2 separate regions of the Mus musculus genome follow, and region 1 is linked to region 2. Evidence: chromatin contacts called from public promoter capture Hi-C data. All regions are on one chromosome and are shown on one strand. Each heading gives the region's core, a stretch centred on a gene start, on an enhancer-like site or on the middle of the called end of the contact. The rest is flanking DNA. Distances are from core to core; before and after follow the strand shown. Region 1 has its middle 23 kb from the start of Gm31684. Region 2 has its middle 37 kb from the start of Gm3716.

Region 1 (2,700 bases), core at 69-2,568, 190 kb after region 2:
GCATTGTGGGATGCTTCTATAATCCTAATGTTCCTAGGGCAAGATGGGAGAAGGGAAGAGCAGTTCCCAGAAACCCACAGGCCAGCTATCCCAGCAGAAGCAGCAGCAAAAGAGAAGCTTTTGCTTCTAAGTGGAAGGTGGGGATGGATGCCTGTTTCATGGTATGTATGTGTGCATATTGTTTAAATAAACAAAATCCCAAATGTTCAGATTTTACCAGTGAAGACTCAGGCACCATGCCCAAAAGCCTGCTAGCTCAGAGAGGCAGAGAAAGCACCCGGCTGACCTTTCTACGCCACCAACTTCCCAGCAGGAAAAGCTCCTTCCTTCTCCAGCTATCTTACTGCCCTGACTTTCAAAGACCCTGCTTTCTGTTTACTTATGTTCACTCCCTGTCAGCTTGGTTGCTTGCTCTGCGTCCTGACCTGGAGTTGGCTTTATTTAGCTCTTGGATAAAAGGTGTATGCTGAGCCACACTACAACAAGGCTTTTTCAGTCAATAGCACAATCTTGGGGTTCATCATGTGATCAAGTCTCCGTAACACGTGCACACATACAGTGCCAGGTTATATCCTTTGTACTGTGCATACTCATTGTATCCAACGTTCCTTTCTTCCCCAGGCACTCAACCTCCATCAACCCGGCGTCTTGCATGCAAAGAACTCTGATATGGAGTGACTGAGAGTGTGCTTGCAAGCCATGTTAGTCTGCTCCTGAAAAGACCATTTCCTGCAAGATTCGAATCCTGCTTCATAAGCCAATAGCTGTCCTTAAATACCAAGCTCAGGGAGAGCACACTGTGGGTCATCATCTTGACCCATTCTCCCAACTGCCACTCAAACCAGCTTCTTGCACATCACCACTGGGACCTGCAATAACGTGTATTTATTATTGTTTATGTCATGTGTGTGAGTATTTTGCTTGTATGTTTGTCTGTGCACCATGTGCACGCCTAATACTGAAACAGTAGACCTGAGGGCCAACAGTCCAGAGTGGTACCATCCACAATGCACCAAACAAGTTGCTTGTATTCTAAAAGAAAAGTGGGGCAAATGTGCTTCCACCAATCATAGGAACTTGCATGAAAACTGAAGCAATCATGGCACAGTCTTTCATGTGAAGTGGGGGGTCTTTGGTATCAGTTACAGGATTTCTGTTTGGTCTCTTTATGGAGTGCTTCCCCTCTGGCTTGGATAAAAATGGCTGAGGGTCATCCAAAGTTCAATAAGGCCTCCAACTTGGCCAGTGCAGGCTGTCTGGAGGATATCTTCAGTGGTGCCTGTAGTGGTGCACTGCAGCTGCTGGGGTATCGTCAGAGTGACTGTAAAGTGTCCAAAAGAACTGCCTGCAATGAGGGCAGTTAGGCTGGCTGCTTGCCTAGCAGTCATGTAGTCAAAGCAGCTGGGGCACCAGGGAAGGGTCTGACAGCTGTTAGGGAATCACAGCACTCCAGTCCTCAATGTGTTTGTCTATTTAAAGGAGAAAATAAACACAGAAAGATGTGATTGTACTAAAACCTTATCACTAATGTTAATGGTGACTTAACAGTGTGCTTAAAGGCTTTCCCAACTCACTTCATTCTGCTATTGTTAGCCTGTCAGGAAACAGAAGAAAACAAGGACATCACAGCAAAGGAGAGCTACAGACTCATGTGCTTGATAAACACAGCAGTAAAACTTCTCAACGAAACATCCCCGGGTTAAATTCAATAGCTCATTAAAAAGAGAATTTGCCATGATCGAGTTGGCTGAATCTCAAGGGTGTACAGGGATGGTTCAATGTATGTGTCTTAGTTTCACTTTGTTGCTGTGACAAAGACCATAACCAAAGCCAACTTGGGAAGGGTGTTAGTACTTTTCTATTGCTCTGATAAAATGCTATGAGCAAGACAACTTATAGAAGGAAGTGTTTATTTAGGCTTATGGTTCCAGAGGAACAGGTATCCATTACCAACACAGCTGGGAGGTACTGCAGCAGGGAGGCCCGGAGACTGGAGCAGCGGACTGAGTTCACATCTTAAACCACAAGCAGGAACCAAAGAGCAATCTAACAGTGGTGAGAGACTTGTGAGCCTCAAAGCCCAACCACCCCCAGTGACATATTTCCCCTAGCAAGCCCACACCTCCAGTCTCCCTAAACGGTGTCAGCAACTGGAAACCAAATATTCAAACAGCCAAGAATATGAAAGACATCTCATTCCAAAGATCTTGTTCTACTGACTGTCCCTATACTCTTCAGACACTAGCATAATTTATTTTTTCTACCTTTAAAAGTTCCAAACTCGTTCATAATCACAACACTGTTTAAAAGCATAGTCCTAGGGTCTCCTCCAATGGCTGGGATGACCTGAAGAAAGACACCTAAGTCCTGGTGGCCTGGGGAGCACAGAAGAAAAACACTGTGGAGAAAGGTGAAACCAAAGACTCCACAGTGGTGAGGAACAGGCAGATATGAGGAAGCCATGAGGTGGTCCTGGCCCCAGTTGCTGCCAAGGGTCCTTGAAGTGGAAACTTAAGGGTTCTTGGGAAAGTCAGTTGTGTTGGTTGGTGTTTTGCTGGGGCAAACATGTAAAGGAGTGTTTTCCTGAAATGGATACAAGCAAAAGGACATTTTGCTAAAGCAGACATGTGAAGGCAAGTTTCACTGAATCTGACACAGGTGAAAGGCTAAGGCAGAACATTTTGCTGAAGCAGACACAGG
Region 2 (2,700 bases), core at 17-2,516:
CACACACACACACACACACACACACACACACATATGCACATGCTCATACACCATTCACCGTATCCTTATCTTATGGGTTCAAGCAGATGTCAGTACCATGCCCTTGAAACTATATATGTATATGTATATGTGTGTGTGTGTGTGTGTGGTTACCCAGTGTTGAGTATTTTATTATAGCAAAACAAAACAGATTAATACAAGTAGAAGCTGATAGTGCCTTTAGGAGAACACAGAAACCCAAATCTGTCTCTGATGTTATCTCTTAAACTTTAAGGAAAGGAAAACCAAGGCGATTCACTTATAGTGAGAGTTTCATAAAGAAAACCTTTGCATCAGAGGGGGCTGCTAGGACTTCTAACATCTGCAGCAAAGGGTCACCTGCGCAGATTCCCTGCTGGCCCAAGTCAGTCGAGTGGTTAGCATTAGGTCAATTCGCATCTGTACATTCTGGGTAAGAATTGCATCACACCAATTTCTTTTTTAGCATCTTTGTGTTTTTCATTATAAAAAGGGCTGGGGATGTCACCCAGTCTGTAGACTGCTTGCCTGGCCTGCACAAAATCCTGGGTTCAGTCCCCAGGACTACATAAACAGTGTGTGTGTTGGGGGTGGGGGTGGGGGTGGGAGGTGGCAACTTGAGTCTGTGTATAATTCAAATTAGAAGAAAAGAGAATAAATGAAGTCTACATGTAGCTCCCACACCCAGATGACTATTAGTCTTCAAAATGATAGATTTTCACATATATAATCTTGGTAAGTGATGAGTTCTGTTTCTTTTCTCCATTTGTTTTGCAGGCTTTGTCAGTTTTCAATGAATTCTTTTGTCACAGGTGCCTTCCTCTGGGAGTTATGCGAGTTTTCAAGGCTGCATGAATTCTTAATCCCAGATCCCCTCCTGTCTGCCACCCAAGCCTTTCCCAAACCGATTCGTCCTAAAGTCAGGGTTCCGATGCTCAGAAGAGGCAAACTCAGGCAAACCCGGCTCGTCAGAAAACAGCCATGCCTGCTACAAAAATCTGTTGCCCCCAAACTCGCTAGTGCATTTCATTACCTTTCAACGATCGGTTTAGAATTATTCACCTCGCTGCCCTTAACTATCCACTTGACTGCCTTCATCATTAGCATGGAGGGCGGAACCGAGGCTGGCCTGTATTCTCTTCAGAGCCCCAGTCACTTCTGATTAGTGAATTGCTTAGAAAATGTCCTGAGCTCTAGCCGGCCACTGCCAGTTAGTGTCCTGTCCCGGAGAAGCGCTCATTTGTATTCTGTCTGTGGGTCAGAGTGGAGGCCACGGGTTAGTGAGGTGGGGGGTAGGGCAGCGAGGGCCAGCCAGCCTAATGGTTGCATCTGCCGTCTACCTTCTAGCTCCTCCCTCTCTCTCTCCCTCCCTCCCTCCCTCCCTCCCCCTCCTCCCCTTTCTTCTCCTCTCAGTCTCGCTCAGCTTTCTATTCAACAACAGCGAACAAAGTAAAATAATATAAAAATAAAACCGGAGTGGGGGTGGGGGGCTGCGGGAGGGAGACTCTGAAACTGTGACAATAGCAACCTCCAATCCGGTCACCCTTGCCTTCTTCCACCTCCCATGCCCTCCAGCTACTCAGAACGGTCTCTAACAAAAGACCCCAATTTGACCTCTGGCCGGCTAAAGCCGATTCAAGGCTTGGATTTGAATCTGTTTAAGCTGACTGAGGCTAGCCACAAACTAACCACATTCCATTTAGCAACCTTCAAGTCCGATACATTCATTTTCCTCTGGTTTTTTTTTTTTCTTTCTGTTTGTTTTTTTTTTTCTTTTGTTATGTTGTAGTAGATGGTGACTTTTTAGTATGTTTGTTTTTTGTTTTGTTTTGTTTTTTCTTTGTAAATTGGATCCAAGTCAACTGGTATCTCAGATGTACACATAGGAATTCAAAAGGTGTAATAAACACAACCTCCTAAGTAAGATATCTGACCCCTACCTAACACTACTCCACCACTCTCCAGGGGAACCGTATAATATTTAGGAAAAAAAATACCATAGTATATTCTCTACTACTTGAAAGGAATTCCTGACAAACATTATATTTTCTTAAAAATTATACAGTAAACAGTGTTGCTTTTTAACGGGCTGGCAATATTGTAATTTATTGCTCAAAAAAAAATATGTCCATAAAATAGCTGTTCCAGCACTGGGGGCTCTGTGCTCACTAGCCGGGACACTCAGAGGTTCAGTACTCTCAAAGCAAACAGAGGTTCCTTGTGTGGAAAGAGCCAGTCAGGAAGTGCCTGCTGCTCTCCAGTAAATGTGGACACTCCTGCAGAAGCCAGGCTGTCTAGAGGGTGACAGGAGGGAGCAATGAGGGCAGGAAGCGACAGCTTCACTAGGACGGGACAATAAGTCAGATCTAGCTATCGGCCACTCCCGGGGAGGGAACGGGGTTGGCTATTCTTTTATCTTCTTAGACTTTAGCAAGATTGTTTTTAGGGGATTGAAAGACTGGTCTATTTGGCAACGTACTTGCCTGTGAGGGAGATGTTGCACACCGCTCTGGACTTCTATGAAGCATAGGAAACTGCTCTGTGGCCTTTTGTAGAACAGCTGCCACAAGCCCCACTGGAAAATGACTTTTTTCCCCCAATAGTCCCATTTATAAGCTTTTTATTTGCTATTTAAAGTAAATATTTACAATGCCCCAACTATGTCCTGGGCATTATATTAAG

What was found. Promoter capture Hi-C pulls out the DNA fragments that hold promoters and counts their contacts.
Region 1: a promoter capture Hi-C map of liver shows a contact between it and region 2. The contact joins two enhancer-like sites. A contact is called at or near these places in 3 of 39 promoter capture datasets (the C10 cell line, liver and trophoblast stem cells), 1 of 484 Hi-C or Micro-C datasets (nephron progenitors) and 1 of 115 datasets of contacts at active chromatin or transcription factors (embryonic stem cells).

The regions. Positions count from the first base shown.
Region 1 is chr5:64,838,958-64,841,657 of GRCm38.p6, forward strand. No RefSeq gene overlaps it. Among named protein-coding and RNA genes, the nearest start is that of Gm31684, 23 kb to the left of the region's middle. Within about 2 kb of position 1,319, at least 18 of the 459 cell types and tissues checked have an H3K27ac peak or open chromatin away from gene starts, as enhancers often do. A contact at or near this core is called in liver, where this site is marked.
Region 2 is chr5:64,646,350-64,649,049 of GRCm38.p6, forward strand. No RefSeq gene overlaps it. Among named protein-coding and RNA genes, the nearest start is that of Gm3716, 37 kb to the left of the region's middle. Within about 2 kb of position 1,267, at least 134 of the 459 cell types and tissues checked have an H3K27ac peak or open chromatin away from gene starts, as enhancers often do. A contact at or near this core is called in liver, where this site is marked.